Regions from separate parts of the Mus musculus genome. Here regions 1, 3, 4, 5, 6 and 7 are each linked to region 2. The links are chromatin contacts, called in public Micro-C and promoter capture Hi-C maps. All regions are on one chromosome and are shown on one strand. The core of a region is the stretch at or near the end of the contact, and the rest is flanking DNA. Distances in the headings are between cores, read along the strand shown.

Evidence for each region. Promoter capture Hi-C pulls out the DNA fragments that hold promoters and counts their contacts. Hi-C and Micro-C count contacts between places; a contact is called where the count stands out from the background.
Region 1: a contact with region 2 is called in a promoter capture Hi-C map of pre-B cells. The contact joins the promoter of Tmem147 here to the promoter of Gpi1 in region 2. A contact is called at or near these places in 2 of 39 promoter capture datasets (cranial neural crest and pre-B cells).
Region 3: a promoter capture Hi-C map of cranial neural crest shows a contact between it and region 2. The contact joins the promoter of Haus5 here to the promoter of Gpi1 in region 2.
Region 4: a promoter capture Hi-C map of second pharyngeal arch cranial neural crest shows a contact between it and region 2. The contact joins the promoter of 1600014C10Rik here to the promoter of Gpi1 in region 2. A contact is called at or near these places in 6 of 39 promoter capture datasets (the HPC-7 cell line, cranial neural crest, frontonasal cranial neural crest and 3 more).
Region 5: a promoter capture Hi-C map of liver shows a contact between it and region 2, with 2.5 times the contacts expected there. The contact joins the promoter of Plekhf1 here to the promoter of Gpi1 in region 2. A contact is called at or near these places in 5 of 39 promoter capture datasets (cranial neural crest, frontonasal cranial neural crest, liver and 2 more).
Region 6: a promoter capture Hi-C map of pre-B cells shows a contact between it and region 2. The contact joins the promoter of Uri1 here to the promoter of Gpi1 in region 2. A contact is called at or near these places in 4 of 39 promoter capture datasets (cranial neural crest, frontonasal cranial neural crest, pre-B cells and 1 more).
Region 7: a Micro-C map of embryonic stem cells shows a contact between it and region 2, with 4 times the contacts expected there. The contact joins the promoter of Usf2 here to the promoter of Gpi1 in region 2. A contact is called at or near these places in 3 of 39 promoter capture datasets (the C10 cell line, cranial neural crest and second pharyngeal arch cranial neural crest) and 1 of 484 Hi-C or Micro-C datasets (embryonic stem cells).

Annotation. Positions count from the first base shown.
Region 1 is chr7:30,728,256-30,730,955 of GRCm38.p6, reverse strand. It overlaps Tmem147 (transmembrane protein 147), which reads left to right and starts at 1,422. Exons shown (of 7, transcript NM_027215.2): 1 at 1,422-1,612; 2 at 1,685-1,754; 3 at 2,240-2,299; 4 at 2,388-2,524; 5 at 2,667-2,700. The coding sequence starts at 1,536. It overlaps Gapdhs (glyceraldehyde-3-phosphate dehydrogenase, spermatogenic), which reads left to right. Exons shown (of 11, transcript NM_008085.2): 10 at 524-621; 11 at 997-1,177. The coding sequence ends at 1,069.
Region 2 is chr7:34,228,898-34,231,597 of GRCm38.p6, reverse strand. It overlaps Gpi1 (glucose-6-phosphate isomerase 1), which reads left to right and starts at 1,262. Exons shown (of 18, transcript NM_008155.4): 1 at 1,262-1,506; 2 at 2,225-2,315; 3 at 2,602-2,670. The coding sequence starts at 1,385. It overlaps Gm12762 (a long non-coding RNA gene), which reads left to right. Exons shown (of 2, transcript XR_881947.3): 2 at 1-416.
Region 3 is chr7:30,663,621-30,666,320 of GRCm38.p6, reverse strand. Haus5 (HAUS augmin-like complex, subunit 5) reads left to right here and starts at 1,327. Exons shown (of 19, transcript NM_027999.1): 1 at 1,327-1,490. The coding sequence starts at 1,393.
Region 4 is chr7:38,182,422-38,185,121 of GRCm38.p6, reverse strand. 1600014C10Rik (RIKEN cDNA 1600014C10 gene) reads right to left here and starts at 1,335. Exons shown (of 4, transcript NM_028166.3): 1 at 1,223-1,335. It overlaps D530033B14Rik (RIKEN cDNA D530033B14 gene), which reads left to right and starts at 1,340. Exons shown (of 1, transcript NR_165180.1): 1 at 1,340-2,550.
Region 5 is chr7:38,226,586-38,229,285 of GRCm38.p6, reverse strand. Plekhf1 (pleckstrin homology domain containing, family F (with FYVE domain) member 1) reads left to right here and starts at 1,292. Exons shown (of 2, transcript NM_024413.2): 1 at 1,292-1,345.
Region 6 is chr7:38,018,267-38,020,966 of GRCm38.p6, reverse strand. It overlaps Uri1 (URI1, prefoldin-like chaperone), which reads left to right and starts at 1,415. Exons shown (of 11, transcript NM_011274.5): 1 at 1,415-1,857. The coding sequence starts at 1,747.
Region 7 is chr7:30,955,357-30,958,056 of GRCm38.p6, reverse strand. Usf2 (upstream transcription factor 2) reads left to right here and starts at 1,254. Exons shown (of 10, transcript NM_011680.2): 1 at 1,254-1,361; 2 at 1,629-1,675; 3 at 1,790-1,908; 4 at 2,057-2,257; 5 at 2,617-2,700. The coding sequence starts at 1,300. It overlaps Lsr (lipolysis stimulated lipoprotein receptor), which reads left to right. Exons shown (of 10, transcript NM_017405.2): 9 at 1-68; 10 at 156-287. The coding sequence ends at 191.

The sequences.
Region 1 (2,700 bases), core at 173-2,672, 3.5 Mb after region 2:
GTGCCAGTCATCGCTTCATGTAACGTTTAATGCAACCTCATTAGGGTATTGTGATCTGTATCCTCTTCCCCCGTGTGGGTACATGCAGATGCACGGGGCACATGTACCGGTACACCAGGTACAGGTGATAAACATGTCTTCCTCCATTGCACTCCACTTGTTACCGAGGCAAGATGTAAGGTAGCTTGACAACTAACTAATCTAGCTAGTCATCTTGTTCCAAGGAGCCTCAGTCTGGAGCTGGACTGCTGGGCCTATAAGTGTCCATCAACCGCCCAGCCTCTATATGGATTCTGCGGATCCAAACACAGAAAGCTCACGCTTATGTGACAAGCACTTTTATCCACTGAGCTCCCCTGCTGTGTCCCTGAGACAAAGGTTCCACCTGCCTTGATCACATTCTGTCACCAACACAAAAGGTCTCTGTCCAGTATACCAGATGAGTGACTGACAATGTGGTTTGAGAGTCTGGGTTCCTGGAGATCTTTGCTCGACTACATTTATCTTTGAAATTGTCACGCAGGTGGTCTCCACGGACTTTAACGGCAATCCCCATTCTTCCATCTTTGATGCTAAGGCTGGAATTGCCCTCAATGACAACTTCGTGAAGCTTGTTGCCTGGTAAAGGGGAAAGATGCCAGAGGATAGTGGGGGAGGCTGACAAGAGGGCGAGCGCGCGAGTGCGTACACGTACACACACACACACACACACACACACACACACACACACACACACACACGCCTGGTAAAGGGGAAAGATGCCAGAGGATAGTGGGGGAGGCTGACAAGAGGGCGAGCGCGCGAGTGCGTACACGTACACACACACACACACACACACACACACACACACACACACACACACACACACACACGCCTGGTAAAGGGGATAGATGCCAGAGGATAGTGGGGGAGGCTGACAAGAGGGCGAGCGCGCGAGTGCGTACACGTATACACACACACACACACACACTGACGCCTCCTTCCTCGCCTCCTCAGGTACGACAACGAATATGGCTACAGTAACCGAGTGGTCGACCTCCTCCGCTACATGTTTAGCCGAGAGAAGTAACACAAAAGGCCCCTCCTTGCTCCCCTGCGCACCTCGCGTTCCTGACTTCGGCTTCCACTCAAAGGCGCCGCCACCGGGTCAACAATGAAATAAAAACGAGAATGCGCACAGCTTTGCCCTCTTGTCTCTGCGCCGATCACCTTGCGTTCAGGGCGGGGTTCAAAGTTCTCGGATGAGCGAGAAGAGGTGGCGCTTGGCTCCGAGCCGAGTGGGAGAGGGAAAGCGCTGTCTGAACACAAGGTCTTCAACGGTGTAAGCAAGGCTCTGGAAGTCCCTGCAACACAGCCGGAGCTGGGCGCTCTGACGTCACTGCACGCGACGTACCAGGCCGGACTACAGTTCCCATAAGGCCGCGCGCGGGCCACGGCAAAGCAGGTGGGCGCCAGGCCCCGGTGCCGGCGAGGCCGACTAGAGGAGACGCTGCGCCTGGCGAGTCCCGCATTTGCGGGACCGGGCGGCTGGCGTCATGACCCTGTTCCACTTCGGGAACTGCTTCGCCCTCGCCTACTTTCCCTATTTCATCACGTACAAATGCAGCGGCCTGTGAGTGCAGGGCGGGCGCGGGGTGGAGAGGGTGCGGGACCCGGGCCGACCCCTCACCGCCGGCTTCTTCAGGTCTGAATACAACGCCTTCTGGAAATGCGTCCAGGCCGGGGTCACCTACCTCTTTGTGCAGCTATGCAAGGTGAGGGACTCCCGGACTCCACGTGTCTGGCCTCCAGGCATTCCAGATCTCAGGGGCCTGACTCTGCAGCTGTCACCTTCCATAGGACCACCCTCGAGACAACGCTTAGGGACTATGCCCGAATACCTTAGAAGGGATGCAAGGCCAGAAAGGCCCTGATGCAACTTTTTCTTACAACTGTTGTAAAATGAGAAAACCTCTTAGTGCGATATTTCACCCACAGGGTGTCGCAGGGTGCTGCCTAGGCATTTTTAGACATCAGATTCCCCCGTGAACTTCTAGACTTTTAGAAACCAGGCCACTTGCCCTCTATCTCCCAAGATCACGTGATCTTGCCACTTACACCTAGAATGACCCCTAGAACCCAGCGTCATATCCTCTACTTGCACACTTACTTTCCACAGTATCCACATAGTTTTTTGTTTGTTTGTTTCGGTTTTTAATCTCCCTCACCTTCCAGTGACCTTTCTACTTTCTGATCTCAGATGTTGTTCTTGGCCACTTTCTTCCCCACCTGGGAAGGTGGCATCTATGACTTCATTGGGGTAAGTTGAACAAGGGAAGGGCAAGGAAGAGTGCAGGAGTCGGTTCACCTGGTCCCCGTGTTTACTCGAGCCTCTACCTGACCCACAGGAATTCATGAAGGCCAGTGTGGATGTGGCAGACCTGATAGGCCTAAACCTTGTCATGTCTCGGAATGCAGGCAAGGGGGAGTACAAGATTATGGTTGCTGCCCTGGGCTGGGCCACTGCTGAACTCATTATGTCCCGGTGTGTGGAGCAAACTGGAGCCCAGACTTCCGGGAATGGACAGCTGGGTCCCACAGGGGTGCTGAGGGGAGGTGATCAGAGGCTGGGTGCTGGGGGTGGGGGAGTCTGGGTACTAGAGACTGCCTCCTTTTGCCTTCCTCAGATGCATCCCCCTCTGGGTGGGAGCCCGAGGCATT
Region 2 (2,700 bases), core at 13-2,512:
CTGCTTGACTGAAGCTCCCTCCCTCAGGACCTGCTTTAGCTCACTGAGCTAACTGATCCATTAGGCAGTGTGTCAGATAAAGTCCCTGCTCCATGTGGACTTGTTCAGTGGCTCCTCATCTCTAAACAGAAATCAAAATTCTCACAATGATTTGTAAGCCACTGGGTGAATTCCCTTCTCTAATGTCACCTCTATGACTTCTTCCCCTAATCTGCTCCACTCCAGCCACATGTGTCTTCTGTTTGTGGGACATCTATGGGTGCTGTTTGTGGGACATCTATGGGTGCTCTTGTCTCAGACTTTGCAGTGTCTTTTCCCTTTGACTGAACACTTTCCTTCCAGGTAGCCAACTGGCTCATTTCTTCCCCTTCATGCTTTTACTCAAATATAATAAAGAGTGAATTTTTTTTTCTTAACCATTTAGTTAAAGGAAATGCTTATTTCCAACCTGCCTTTAAATATATATACATATAATTTCATTTTTATTGTGTGGTGGATATTTTATTAATTATGTGTGGGAGTGGACATACAATTTTTATTATGTGTGTGGGGTGGGTATATAATTTTAGCATTAATTATGTGTGGGGTGGGTATGAGCATAAGGATGCAAGTGCCATTGGTATTCCCATTGGTTGCAGCGGGAGTTACAGGCAGTTATGAGTACTGGGAACCCAATTCAGGTCCTCTGCAAGGGAACTATGTGTTCTTAACCACAGTTTCATCTCTGGGGCTTCATCCAGTTTGCCTCTTCTCAGGAGCACTTGCCAGCTCTGAAATCCCATAAATTCTATTTACTTATTTGGCTTACGTACCCACAACACTTGCTTTAGTACCTCTAACCAGGAAGGCATTCCATAAAGTTCTGCTAAATTGGGCTCAGCCGGTAAGAGCACTCAACTACTCTTCCGAAGGTCCTGAGTTCAAATCCCAGCAAACACATCCGTAAGGAGATCCGACTCCTTCTTCTGGAGTGTCTGAAGACAGCTAGAGTGTACTTACATATAGTAAATAAATTCTTTAAAAAAAAAAAGTTCTGCTGAATTGAATACATGAATGAATGAAAGAAGCAAGCGGATCTGGCACGAGAAACTCCGCCTCTGCCCTTCAAGTCACTTCCGAACAGAAGCCAGCCAAGGTTCATCGCAAGTGGCCACACTTGTGTTACAGAGAGGCCAGCAGAGGCCCCCAGATCTACAGCTGCCGGCAAGGTCGCCTAGCGGACGCGGAGGACAGAGGTGGGGCGGGGCCGGAGGCGGGGCGGGGTCGGACGCCTGCGCCATAAAGCCCGCTGCGCGCACTGGTACCGACTTGCCGCGCGCCGCCGCTCCTCTTTCCTTCCTCTTCCGAGCACGTCCTGCTCCGTGTACCTCTCGGGTCCCTCGCCATGGCTGCGCTCACCCGGAACCCGCAGTTCCAGAAGCTCCTGGAGTGGCACCGCGCGAACTCTGCCAACCTCAAGCTGCGCGAACTTTTTGAGGCGGATCCGGAGCGCTTCAACAACTTCAGGTGCACGCACGGGGTCGGGGCTCCCGTGACCCCCCCCCCCCCAGCAGCCCTGCAGGGCCCAGGCCGGGGCCGCACTTTGTCCTTGATGCCTCCTTGGAGTGGGTTTTGGGACCCGCGTGCTAGCCAGAGGGCCGAGGCTGCTTAGTCATTAGGAGGAATCGGCTCCTCCTTGGGGATCCCTTCGCCCCCGCCTCTCAGTCTCAGCCATTTGAGTAGGGATTTCTAACCACCCATGAGGAGGAGCAGCCGCTGCTGGCTCGACAGGCACGAGAGAGCTGTCCCCTCCCACCTGCTCCTAGTGGGCTTTGGTCAGACAGGGTGGGTAAGGCTGAGATTTCCTGGGAGCCACGGTGTAAAAATAGAGCGGCGGAGGCAGGATGCAGAGGCCAGAGAGACTTGTGAGCGACTGCGAAATAGAAGGGAGGGTGGAAGAAATCGTACATGTGATGCATCTTCGTGCCTTGTCACTGATGCCAGGAGGCGAGGGACCTGGGATGACCACCTGTGGTTCCTCACTGGACGTCCCTGATACCTCTCCCTGGGTGTTTCCTTGTAAGTTTGAGATGTGGAGCTTGAAGGGGGAAGTTCTGCCCAGGATCTGTCTACATCTTCTTTCTGTGGCGTGGCTTCCTACACTACTTAACACTGCTACAGGTCAGCCTTTGTGGCCAGGCACTGCCGCTGGGGTGTGACCAGCAGCGTCTCCATCTTTCTGCAGCTTGAACCTCAACACCAACCATGGGCATATTCTGGTGGACTACTCCAAGAACCTTGTGAACAAGGAGGTGATGCAGATGCTGGTGGAGCTGGTAATGTTCTGACTGGGGAGTTGTGATCTCTGGGTTGGGTTGTGGGTGGGGGCTGCGCTTTGTTTTGGGTTCTAGGTCCCGGTGTGGAGTTGGTATCCCAGGGATCTCCAGGCCCCCTGCTGATTGAGCAGACTCTTTGAAGATGCTGGAAAAGGAATCTGTCTATGAAGAACATCTGTCAGCCTCAAGGGGGGGGGGGAGTGGGGGGGGAGGGGGGCTGGACTTGTGATAGGTGATGAGGATGGGGGATGGGATACAAGACCTCAGCAGTGGCTTCTCTCCCTAGGCCAAGTCCAGAGGCGTGGAGGCTGCACGGGACAACATGTTCAGTGGTTCCAAGATCAACTACACCGAGGTAAGCAGTTACACCCGCCGCCCCCCCCCC
Region 3 (2,700 bases), core at 78-2,577, 3.6 Mb after region 2:
TCCAGGAAGTTATCTGGTTCCTGAGCAGGTGGAGCTTGCAGATTAATTTGGGGAATTACCGTACTGCATGCAGGCAAAAAAACATATACTCACAAAATAAGATCTAACATATCTTAAAATATATAGAAAAGTTAGCTAAATTAAAAATTAATAAAATGAGCATTAAGTCCATTGTCTCTCATTTGTTTCTCATTGAATGAAAATCAGGACAATGTTGCGGTAATTTCTCACCCCAATAAGCCCGTATAAAAAACACACAACTCAGTTATAGTTATAAGCTATATGCCTAGATTGGGCAGATCTATCACTGTACTAATCTAGTTGCCAACTATGAGACTTCTTGCTACTTGCGGCTTCTCCAGGCCATGTCTCTCTCCTCCCTCTCTGAGACTGGGAAGAAGGCCCAGTGAGATCACCTGAGTATGCGCTCTGCTCATTGTAGAGGACAGCTCCTCTTGATGAAGCAGAATAAACATCAAAATACAAATGGCGCCAGGGCAACCCACAACAGGACAAGAATGCTCCTAAGTATGGGTGAGAAGGATTTTACTGTAGACATGAAGAAGAGTACAGCCAGAGGCATCTGGAAGAGTTCAGACTGAATATAACCAGCAAAATAGATGGGGCCACGAGAGGAGAGGTGGGGAGTGGGGCGGGGGCGAGCTAAGAAGAGAAGACTTGGAGAGAGGGTTCCAAGAGGACCCCGAGGGTGCTTGGGAATAAAGAGGGGAGTGGCCAAAATGGCTGAGTTATGAGAATCTGAAGTGGGCAAAGCTCGGGGGCTAGAGAGATTCGGTGTAGGGGCGGGGTATGCCAGGCAGGCAGGATGACTCTGTAAGAGGTTGTTGTGAGAAGGGCCTGAAGGAACCTAGAAGCTAGCATAGACCTCGATATGCCAATAGACGCCACCAAAGGCATAGATTAATGGAAGAGTTCTATGTCCCTTCTGCCAAAGACGAGGAGAATGACCACTTTTAGCAAGTAAAAACGATTTTCTTAAGTCCCTGAGAGAATGATGGGTTTTGTCTAAAAGCCCGAGTTTGGGAAAAGGAAATTTCTTGCACGTTCCCACCCGCCGCCCCCTTTTTTTCCCCAGGTAGAGTGAAGCTTTTAGAACCTTCTGCCTCTTACAGTGAGTGAAAGAACAAAGGTGGATAAGCGGGTGTCTGAATTTCACCCCATCCTTTTCATTTTCATTTACTAACCTACATACACTAGAGCGCCAAGAGCCGCTACGGGTAGCGGCCCGGTACAGAGAGACCCGTCAGCCGGGACCTGCTGTCTGCTTGGCAACCGGTGACATCTCAGCGTCGCGCTCCTGACGTCATAGATGGGCGCCATACTTAAAGAGAGTGCGGGAAGCTGCGACTGCAGCTGAGCTCTGTGACAGCCATGGAACTAACGCAGAAAGAGCGGGAACTGAGTCGCTGGGCTGCTGAAGAGATGGAGGTGCCCCTAGCAGCTCGCCCCCGGGAGTCGACGCTGCGTAGGTGAGGCTGCTTCTGGAGTAAGGTCTCCCCATCCTGGAATTAGCCTCGAGGAGTAAGATCACCGCCCTGTTAGACCCCCGGGGCCCAGGTGTAGAGAACGCGACCCCCAGAAACACAGCTTGATCATAGACGCTGTAATAACAAGAGGTTTTTAATCCGACGCACATGAGGTTGCTCAGCCTCGCAGGGAGAGTCAACCCCGATTGTCTAAATACAGCTAATTTATACTTTTTGTGAAAGGGCTCACACAGCTATTTTATTATTGGCTAATAAAGCAACAGTATAATTTTAATTTGGCAGAAAACTTTGTCAGCAATCAGCAAGGTCAAAGCAGCTTGTAGTTTTCCTCAGAATTCAGGCTGAGGAGGGCTAGGGAGGTTTTCTCAAGGATGGTCATTTCTGGCAGCTGTGGTCTTTATGACCACTAGTCTGTCCCTGCAGATAGGGAAGGGGCCGGGTGGTCTTGAATTTGTTTACACTGGCAGGGAAAGAGAAGAATCTTTCTTTCTTTCTTTTTTTTTTTTTTTTTTTTTTTTTTTTTTGAGTTTCTCAAGACAGGGTTTCTCTGTGTATCCCTGGCTGTCCTGGAACTCACTCTGTAGATCAGGCTGGCCTAGAACTCAGAAATCCACCTGCTTCTGCCTCCCAAGTGCTGGGATTAAAGACATGCGCCACCACTGCCTGGAGAAAGGGAAGATTCTTTAAGCAGCAGGAGACAGCTGAAGATAGAGAGTGGCTGCTGCAGACAGCTTGCAGCAGGAGACAGAGATAGGGGAAGCAAGCTCTGCAAATAACTTTGGTATACATTAATTAAGCTAAAAACTAAGCCGGGCGTGGTGACGCACCCCTTTAATCCTAGCACTTGATAGGCAGAGGCAGGTGAATTTCTGAGTTCGGCTACACAGAGAAACCCTGTCTTGAAAAGACAAAAACAAAACAAAACAAAATATTAAGCTAAAAACTATATTTCTTCCCAGCACTCGGGAGGCAGAGGCAGGCGGATTTCTGAGTTCGAGGCCAGCCTGGTCTACAAAGTGAGTTCCAGGACAGCCAGGGCTATACAGAGAAACCCTGTCTCAAAAAACCAAAAAAACAAAACAAAACTATTATTTCTTTATCCCTCATCGAGAATGAGACAGATCTGCAGAATAAGGGGGTTCCTACAGCACCTCACCTACCCACTCTTACCCTAATCAAAGGTGACACTAGG
Region 4 (2,700 bases), core at 86-2,585, 4.0 Mb before region 2:
ACCTCTGTCTGTCTGCGAGGAAGAGATGGGGGGCGCAGAAGACAGGACCTTCCCACGGGAGCAGAACGACTTCAATAATGCTGTCCTCAAAACAGGTCCTGTTCACCGGAAGTCCATCTGCCAGCCATAGGGAAGACAAAAGCTAACTGGGAGCCCTGATGTCCTATAGTCACCCAGACTGGAGGGAAGATGACAGCAGGGCTCCCATACACAGAGGAGGTGAAAAACTCAAACCTTTGGACAGCAGCCTGACCTGAGTCCAATCAAGTTGTGAGGAACAGAGGAGGAGGCCTCAGAGTAACAGGGGGCTCCATGTTCTTTATAGCAATCTTAGACGAAGCTGGGATTCAAATCCCCAGAGTAGAGGGAGGAAATGTGTCAGGGGTAGGGGGTGGGTAAGGGGAGGCTGCAGGGAGAAACAAACAGAAACTGAGTGGAAAACAGGTCTTTGGCCAAATAGCAATATTTGCTCCCCTGTCTGGAATTCCCCAGTTGTACTCTGTCCTCTGTGAAGTTCATCACCCTGTTCTTCCAGCCTACTAAGTTGTTTACTTACTTGATTGTTGGTATTTAAAAATAAGAAGATATCGAGGGTGTGCTGGCTCCCTCCCATAACCCCAGCATGGGGGAGGCTATGGTAGGACTCCCAGATCAAGACCAGTGAAGGTTACATAGTGAGACCCAGTCTCAAACTAACAGCAATAATACAATCTTACATATATCTTAGATCTTCCTAATTTCTCTTGAAAGATCAGAAGTGGTCAGTGGTAGGTTCGCTACATAGCTCGCAGAGTTAACTGACACCCATCACTCAGCAGCACCGTGCCCTCTGCACCCGGCCATGCATGCACCTTATCTACTTAGTCATAGAAGAACGTTTTTCAACAACAGCTCCAATTAATCTGGCCCTTTGATCCCCTGACATTCATTCCTGGCCATCCCTAAGCTAGAGCCCAGATTTCCTCCCTCTCTGGGCCAAGCACAGCAGTCCGCTAGGCAGAAGGCATAAACTGTGGGAAGACACCGCACCGCGCACGCGCACTCCCAAGCATCCAGGTTGCGGCTGGAAGCGCACGGAGCTGCTGACTACTCCAACCTCGGCGCTGCAGCTTAGGCCTTCAGTGTCTCAGGTCCTTTGCATTGAGATGAACAGCTCTAGCACTGGGCCTGACACCGTAGGGTCCCCGACCGGCTTCGCAGACCCCGGCTTCCCCGCGCGCACCTTTACCGAGCTGGAGTCTGGGACCGCCAAGGCACTGAGGCCGGCTCTGCTCTGCCAGCTCCAGAGAGGCGTTCACAGGCCACCGCCACCCTGGCTCCGCCCTCCCACCTTCCGGCTCCGCCGGCCTTCCGGGTCGCCGAGCTCTGGGTCCCCATGAGTCTGGGTCCTCAAGATGGGACAGGCCTGGGGAAAGATCTTGATGGCGGGGCGAGGCGTCCCTTCCGCGCCCCAGCGTCTGATTGACTGACACCAAGACCCAGGCTAGGAAGCTCTGTGCCTGCGGAAATGGGGAGCATCTGGGAGGGGACTCTGTGTCGCGAGGACCCGCTGCCCCCACTTCCTCTCCGCCTGGCCACCCCACTCAGTGCCCAACCTCACGTTTAGGATCTGGGACGGTTCCTGGAAGGTTCTCCTCGATCGCCCTTTGCGCTGGCTGGGTCTGTGACTTGCCGGACCCTTTCTCCCACAGGGTCCTGGACCTGGGAGATGATAGAGGGGCTTGGCTGTCAGGAGCGACTGCTGGTTAATTAACGCTGGGGCCTGCGTGGGACGCGCAGGGGCTGGTATAGCTTTCAGACCTCCTAAGACCAGAACAGAGCCCACTCCACTTGCAGGGCAAAGGGAGCCACTCAGAAAGAGAGCAGAGTAACAGAAAAATCCAGAGAGGCCTAGGGAGCAGTCCCCGCCCCCTGGTCCCAAGGACTCTAGGGCTGGCCTGAAAATATGCCAAATCTGGTATCTCTCCCAATACTGAACTTTAACCCTGAGCAAAGTCTTGAGTACGCACGGTTGTCAGTGACAAACTAGATACAGAGGGACTGGGCTAGCCAATGCCACCCAAATAGAGAGTGTGGCGAGCGAACTCCAGTCTAGGTCCAAGTGGCCCCTAGCGCGATCTGCCAGGTGGGGGTGGAGAGCTGCTGCGGGCATACAGATGATCTGTGCAGGGCCATATTATTTCTTCTTTTCTGTCTTCTTAGAAGGCCTCGAACCCCTTTTAACATCAAGATTCTCCTGGCTGGAGTGGAAAAGTCTGTGCGTTTTCGAGTAGGAGCTTTTGCCCGAGTTTGGGTGACTTTCAAGAGCCAAAGTTAACTGAGGCTAAGAATAGATTAGCTCCTTGCTCTCTGTGGAGCTATGAGGTGAGGCGCTTCAATGTCCCCCGCGGGCAGCGCCCTCTGGTGGCAAGGTCGAGAACCGGACTCGCTTGTTTTCTCCTTTGCCTAAATATCAGAAGTATGTAGCAATGATGGGAACAGGAAAGTTCAGTGGAGAATAGAGACTAGGCTATAAGACATCCACACCGACGATGAATAAAGCCCTAAAATTATCACCCTGACACCTAGAAGTGTTCCTAGACAGCCAGTAGCGGCTGAGGCCGTCTGTGAAAGAGGTGCACAGTAGGTGTGTGTACATCCACAATCCTGTTACTCAGATAGAGCTCCTTCTGAGGCAGAAAGCTCAACAATTTGAGGCTA
Region 5 (2,700 bases), core at 43-2,542, 4.0 Mb before region 2:
GTAGCTCAGGCTGCCCTCAAACTCCATCCTCCTGCCTCAGCCTCCTGCGTGCTGAGATCACAGGCATATGACACCCAGATCCCTAAATCTTATGATTAAAGATGAGCTAAAGTCAGGGCTGGAGATATAATATCTCACTGGTGGAGTACTTCTCTAGAACTTGAGATTGTGAGTTTACTGGAGGGGGGGCTAAAAGTCTCTATTTTTATGTGTCTTCTCCCCATCTGAAATATTCACAGCAGTGCATTTTGTAAATGATTAAACAAACTTCAAACCTAAAAGAAATATCAATAAGCGCTGGTGGGGTAAGGATGTGGGGGATGGTAGGGATTAAGGGACAGTTTAGGGAAGGGTCTGCCCCTAACACCATCACCAGAGGGCCACACCATCCCCTTCCAAACCCAGTTTGGTCTTGGCCCAGCGGGTACCAGGCTAACCAGAGCTAGTCCCTCTTCAATGTAACCAGTTTAGCAACACAAACTGACACTATAGACTAATATTAGCCCAGCAGTCTAGAGACAGAGGCAAGGCTTCTATGAGTTCAGGGATAGCCTAGTCTACATATAGAATTTCTGGTCAGCCAGGGGTAACAAGACAATAAAAAATGGATGGAGTTGAGAACTGCTGCTTTGTGGCCAAGGAGACCTCTCTGAGGAGGTGACACTGAAATGACAAAGGAGGGAGAGGGCGAAGGGTGGGAGTGGTTTTTAAGGAACCAGAAGACAGTGGATGAGAATTGCGTGGGGGCAGGTGAGATGGGAAAGCAGCCTTGGAATTGAGTTCTAAGTGACACCAGTAGCCAGGGCGGGGTACCTGTTCGTCTTGGATCTACACGATGAATGCCTGGGGTCCACTAAACTAATTTCCTCCCGTGTACTTTTGACATTTTCCTCTAGGAAAAAAATTATAAAGTTCTGTTGATCGTTAAGAAAACGTGTGTCTCTGTGGCTGAAAAGAGTAACATCATAGTAACAGGGGCACCTGAGGGCCCACCACTCCGTCATGCCTGCTTCCCTCACAGGCTGTTCCTCTGACCAGCGCCGACTCAGTCTTGAGTGTGGCGACCAGCAAAGCTGGGAACCGGACTCCAACCAGGAATCAGCCCATCGTCCCCACGCACAACCGCTGCTGACCCGTTTACGGTCCAGCGGTTTAATTACGCCCGCGCACATTTCTGGAGAACTCGGGCCGGCTCCGCCCCCGCCTGCGTGCCAGGGCTTCGATTGGTCCAGAGTCCCTCGAAGGGGCGTGACCAGAGAATTGGAACCCGGAGGCGTGGGCGGCGCAGGGATTGGCGGGCGCCAGTTCGGGACTGGCTGTGCGGACGCGGAGGTTCCTACGGGAGGTAAGCAGGCTACGGAGGGGGAGAGCGCTCCCCTTCCGCCCTCCACCCTGCCAGGTCTGCAGCTGTGGGTAGAGGTGGCCTCAGGAACCCGCATCTGGGGCTCCACTGGAGCAGAGGCTGCTCGCTGTTTTCTGACTTGGGAAGGGGTTGACAGCTGGGACTCTAGGGCCACTGAGTCCCAGGACTGTGCGCGAGTTGGAGAAGGGTTCTCCGCAGAGTCTCTACCCTCTCCTTATCCCGTGATGTTCCGGGAACCTCGTCTTGGCCAGAGACGTCTTGGGTTGGGAGGGACGGTTCTCAATAGCCTCGGATTTGGGACCCTGAAGAGTTTGAGTTCGCGACTCTTCATATAGGAAGTTATTGGTGTGGGACCGGGCCTGGATTCTCCTAGGGAGTAACTGAAGTACAATAAAGAGGTGTCCCCAGGCCTTAGCAGGAGGGAAACCGGCAGTTCCAAGTCTCAGTGGAATGTGTGCACTCCCCGGAGAGGGCGCAGTCCTTAGAATGTGAACAAAACCGGTATCAGATTCTACCCGGTCAGAGGCTGCAGAGGAGGGGCGATCAGTGCTAGAGTCAAGACCCCTGCGGTTTTTGTAAGCTGAAGTGCTTCATTTGCTGTGCGTCCTGCCCACGTCAGCCCTCAGAGCTGCTCAGAGTGGCTAGGCCAGTTAGTTGTCTGAGCACTGGGACCTGGCCAACCCTGTCCCGCCAAGGAAGGAGGGGTTTGGCATTGTGGCCTGCGGGATGGGACTGACTACCCTGTGTGTTATGCGGTGAAAGACACCAAAGTCAGGCAGTAGGAAAGACTACACACTCTGGATTTTAAGAACTTCTGACCCAGGGCATGTTTTTTTTGTTGTTGTTGTTTGTTTGTTTGTTTGTTTGTTTGTTTTTTGGGGGGGTGGGGGCGTGTTGTTTTGTTTACTAGGGCCAAAAGTTTCAGAAGTTATTGTCTCCTTTTCATCATGTGAATTCCCGGGATAGGACATGGCCACAAACACCAGGTTACCCAAAAGATTTTGCTTTTTTTGAGATAAGGTCTCCTTGTATAGTCCAGATTGACCTACAACTCTCTACCTTCCTATCTAATCTTACCAGATGCTAGATTATAGGAATGCCCTCTGGGCCAAAGTTTTTCTACCTTGGCTCAGAGTTTATCTGGAAGCTGGGCCCACTCCTGAGGTTCTTGGGTGGTGACTGTGAAGTGGCTCATGGGCACGGAGTTACAGCCATGCTTTGTGCTTAATTAACATTGTGTCTAGCAAACAGTGGGTGCTAAGAAAGTAGCACCTAAGGGTTTATTTTCCTTAATCTGTTCTCCTGGAGGAAGATTCTAGAAGGTCTCAGTGACTCTG
Region 6 (2,700 bases), core at 166-2,665, 3.8 Mb before region 2:
CCCACTGACCGACTTCCTCCACTTAGGTTCTACATTCTAAACGACATACTAAATTCCCCACCCCCTCACTTTTCAAGACAGGGTTTTTTTGTGTAGCCTTGGATGTCCTGGAACTCACTCTGTAGACCAGGCTGGCCTCAAACTCAGAGATCTGCCTGCCTCTGCCTTCCAGATTCTGGGATTAAAGGTGTGAGCCACCACTGCCTGGTACATCCTAATTTTTAAGTATCCTTCCAAATTAGTACTACCTGTTAGGGACCAAGTATTGAAACACATGGGGTCAGTTCATATTCAAAGCCCAGCACTAGAGAAGTAGCTTCTGCGGTGCCCTAGGAGTCAGGGATGCTGCTATTGGCGGGAGGCAAGATGAGTGCTCAGAGTTTGACTGTGTTTCAGAGGTTGCTGCATCTGCAGGGAGAGAAATTCATATTTACCATCTTCCCCAATCGTCCCTGCTTTTTCTTTCTTGATGCAAGTGATCAAAGGATGGATGTGGACTTGGGAGCTGGAACAGAAGTGGAAGATAGGGGCAAACAGACCCACAGAGGGCCAGAATTCTGCAGGTGCCTGCCAGCCTGTTCCTATACACACAATACTGAGGTAATAGGATCTATGCCTATTGTCCGGGCTTGGGATAGAGTTAGGACAAGGCCACAAGGTAGACTAGAGGACTGCCACAAACAGAGGCTGCACAAAGGGCTAGGGGGAGGAAGTGAGTCCAAGAGATTTATTCAGCTCAGGCTGGCCTGGAACTTGCTATGTGGACCAGGCTGGCTTCAAACTCACAGATACCCTCCTGCCTCTGCCTTCAAACTGTTGGGGATTAAAGGTGTGCTCCCTGCTCCAGCTTCCAATTTTTAAAATACTGAGTGGAACAGGGATGGGGATTTAGCTCAGTTGGTAGAGTGCTTGTCTAGCAAGTCCAAAGCCATGCATTTGGTCCCCACTGTTAAACAAAACACCAGAATTATAAAATACATGGGATAGGGCAGCAGCTGTTGTTGAAAAATGTGCTACACAGTGCATACGTAGTAACATAGTAATATTAATACTGCAGCTTAATATATGTAAGGAAAATTGTAATGTGTACAGTAATTAATACATACGCAAAAATATAGTTGTATATTGTGCATTTTAGCTCATTAAACCACATTAGTTCATTAAAAGGCATGGGAAACAGCTGAATTTGATAAAATTAAATGAGCTTATGAAACAGTCTCAGTGCTCATATTAAGTTCCTACCACCACAGGCAGCGCCAAGCGAATTGGGACCCACTATCCCGCCGCCTCTCATCCTGTGCAGGGGTCCTGAGCGGCTCAGCCTCCACCCCACCCGGAGGCCCTGTCCCCGCCATAGCCCCGCCCCCTAGGGCGGAGCTTGAGAGCTTCCCGGCGTGCTGCGCGGGCGGGGCGAGGGGCGGGGCGTGCGCGGAGGCGCGGCAGTCGCGGGACGCTAAGCTGGGCCCGGTTGCGGGAGAAGAGCGTGGCGCGCCTGGTGTAGGGCCTGCTGCTCCGAGGCGGCGGCGGCGGCGGCGGCGGCGGTATGCGCGTGTGAGATGCGGCCGCGGGTAGCCCGGACGCGAGCGGCGGCCCCCGGGGCAGCGGCGAAAGTGAGCGCGGCCTCTTCAGAGAGAGGCGTGCAGTGCATGAGGGCGAGCGCGCGGGCGCTGGGCATCCGCCGGCCACGCCGTCTCCATAAACACTTGTTTAGGACTTGTTCGCCTCGCTGAGGCTGCGGCGCCGGGCATGGAGCCCCCGTCCGAACCCGAGCCCGAGCCCCAGCCCCTTGCAGAGGCCTCAGCCGCCGCTCCGCTGCGCGCACCAGAGGTGGCGCGGCTTCGCGAGGAGCAGGAAAAGGTAACAGGCCGCGCTTGGTTCCGGCCCTGGCCGGCTTCCGCATGTGGCCGCGACACTCTGAGCAACCTCTAATGCGGCCAGCCCTCTGCGTGAAACCGAGATCCCCACGCGCGAGCTGCGCAGCCTCGGGCCGCGGGGACCACGGGAGAAACTTTTGTCACGTGCATTTGTTGTCTTTTGTCGGTGGCCCTTTGACCTTCCCCGGAAGGGATGCGGGGATGTGGGGAATACAGAGGATGCAGGGGATAGGATAATCGGTTGACCCTGAACTGAGAGAGCAATTGTTGGGACTAAATAAAAATACGTGTTTTTTTTTTTTTCCTTTTTGGTTCGGGGATTACACTGTGAACAGAAGTGGTCACTCTTTTTACCCCTTAGCTATTTATTATCTAAACGTTGGTACAATGCGCGCGTGCGCACACACACACACACACACACACACACACACACACACACACACACGAGATATCCTTATTTGATTGAGCGTCCAAGTTTGACTACGTTGGTGATGATGCACTTCCTGTGCAATCCAGCTCTTAGGTTTAGTAGTCGACAAGAGAGAAGGCCTTTGTTAAATTTTAACTTCAAGCCTTTATTAAACAAGGCTTTCCCCACTTTTTTTTTTTTTTTTTGATCTACCAGAGGAGAGGAGAATGCTTAGAATCTCCGAATGGGAATTATTATATATTTTTTTTTATAAGGAAATGTTATGTAGTTAAGAACTACAGCTCGATTGTTAAATGTGAAATTGTCCTGTGGATTCTGTAGGTTTTCAAGTTGATTCTCCTGACGTGCCTTGAAATTCTTTGAAAAGCGACATTTAATTTGCTTAAACGTCACATG
Region 7 (2,700 bases), core at 5-2,504, 3.3 Mb after region 2:
ATCCCCCAGCACCTCCGCCTTACTCTGAGACTGACTCGCAGGCCTCGAGGGAGCGGAGGATGAAAAAGGTGAGCCTAGACCCTTTGACTTCAGATCTTCAGGACGCCTCTTCCTCCAGCCCGTACAATTAACACTTTTTCTTTTCTCCTTTGCAGAATTTGGCCCTGAGTCGGGAAAGTTTAGTCGTCTGATCCCACGTTTTGTTATGTAGCTTTTATACTTTTTTAATTGGAATATTGATGAAACTCTTCACCAAGCCTAATAAAATTCCTGATCACAAGATCTAAGCCTCTTGTTTTGCTGCACGAGTTGAGAGGAGGGGGACCAGCAAAAGAAGCGGCCAGACAGGCCTTTAGCCTTCTTCATAGCCAGCCGCCTAGAGTACGTGCCCCTTGCCGCCTCCGCCCTGCCCCGCCCCGACGTGCGCATGCGCCTTCGGGAGCGCGCGAGCGCGCAACCCGGCTCCCCAACCTCCGGGCTCCTATACGACCTACTTTTACAGTCTTCAAACCCTGTGCCCCGGCGATCTGAGCCCCGCATCCGTGTTGCCGGCCTTCCAGCCGGGCCTGCGTTCCAACCGGTGGTGGTCCCGTGTAGAGTCCCCGGGCCTATGTGTGTGTACGCGCCCGGCCGTCACCAAAGACAGACAGCGCGCGCGTTCCCTAGGGCCTGCCCTCTCCCGCGCGCGCGCGCGCGCCCGCCCGCCCCGGGATCGCGCCGTCGCCGCCACCGCGCGCGCGCAGCTCCAGTAAAGGAGGAAAAAAAAAAAAAAAAGGAAAAAGAGAAGGGGGGGGGGTGATAGAAAGCGGCGGCAGCTGCAGCCACAATCCGCCGCCGCCGGACCGGGCTAGGCCGGGCGGCGGGCGCGGGAGCTGGCGATCTGGGCAACAGGGCGGCCGCCATCCGGGCAGGGCCCTGTTGAAAAAAAAAAAAAAAAAAAAAGCTCAAGTCGCGGCGGCGGCGGCGGCGAGCGCTCAGGGAAGCAGGCCCCAGGCCGCGTGCGGCGGGCCGGCGGGCGGGGGGCAGCTGAGCTGTGGCCCGGAGCCTCGCACCGCCCGGAGCCGGCGGCGGGCGGAGGCGGCAGGAGGAGGCGGCAGCTGCAGGAGTAGCGGCGGCGGCGGCGGCGGCGGCGGCGGCATCTCCTCCTCACATGACCCCACTGTTTGTCCCCGTGATCAGCGCAAGCGGCTCCCGTGTCTCCTCCGTCCCCTCCTGCCGCGCGGCGTGAGCGCCGGGCTCGGGCCCCCCCGGCCGCCCGCCCCCTCCCCTCCCTCCCCTCCCCTCCCCCCCGCCCCCCCCATGGACATGCTGGACCCGGGTCTGGATCCCGCTTCCTCGGCCACCGCTGCTGCCGCCGCCAGGTAAGCGCGCCGACAGCTCGCGCCCCTCCGCGCGCCCTGGGCCCCGGCCCCTCGAGCCCCGCGCGCAGGGGCCGCCATGATCCCGAGCGGCCTCTGGGCCCGGCTCAAAATGGAGGCCGCGGGGAGGGGATCCGGGCGGCCGGGGCTCGGCAGCGGTGCTGACCCTAGCGGGGGCCGGGCCTGGAGGGCGGGCGGCGGGCCGCTGCGCCCCGGCGAGGGGTGCGGGCCTCGCTGACCCCGGGCCCTGCCCCTGGTGTGCCCCCGCAGCCACGACAAGGGACCCGAGGCCGAGGAGGGCGTTGAGCTGCAGGAAGGTGAGTGTTTGCGGGGGCCACGGGGGCTGCGGCCCGCGCCGGGGTTGCAGGCCGGGGACGCCGGGAGGCCCCGCGCGCCCGCTGAGCGTGCCCCCTGCCCTGCTGCCCCCACAGGCGGGGACGGCCCGGGGGCTGAGGAGCAGACGGCGGTGGCCATCGCCAGTGTCCAGCAGGCGGCGTTCGGCGACCACAATATCCAGTACCAGTTCCGTACAGAGAGTAATGGAGGCCAGGTGAGGCGGCCGTGGGCCGGGAGCCCGGAGGGCCAGCGCCGGGGTGAGCTGAGGAAGGGCAGACGCGTGCGGCGGGACAGGGAGAGGCTCCGACCTGTCCCCCACTCGGGCCCCAGCGTCGGTCTCGTCGCTCTGCCGCCCCCTGCAGGTGACATACCGCGTAGTCCAGGTGACTGATGGTCAGCTGGACGGCCAGGGCGACGCGGCCGGCGCCGTCAGCGTCGTGTCCACCGCTGCCTTCGCGGGGGGGCAGCAGGCTGTGACCCAGGTGGGTGTGGACGGGGCAGCCCAGCGCCCCGGCCCTGCCGCTGCCTCTGTACCCACAGGTCCCGCAGCACCCTTCCCGCTGGTAGGTGGCCCGCGACTTATGGGGAGGGGCTGGGGAGGGGGAAGGCCCAGGGGGTGGGGTGTGTGACACACACATGATGTTCTCTGGGCTGGCCGGCTGTGTAAGGTCTGGTCAGAGTTTTGCACAGGCGTTGGATAGGGTCTTTTGGAGTTACTTTTCATTGCAAAACTGGAAAACTTCTTAGAGGAAAGAGTAGAGCTAATGATGGTTGAATGGTGTCAGAGACGAGATTCTGTACAGAATGGCACACACAGTAGGCTACGCCCTTGCCTCACCGTATAGTAAACAAACACCGATACCAGTAACAAAGATGGCATAGCAGGGGTGGCTAAGGATGGCCTATGTGTACTCCTCCCTAGGCTGTAATTCAAAATCCATTCAGCAATGGTGGCAGCCCGGCGGCCGAAGCTGTCAGCGGGGAGGCACGATTTGCTTATTTTCCA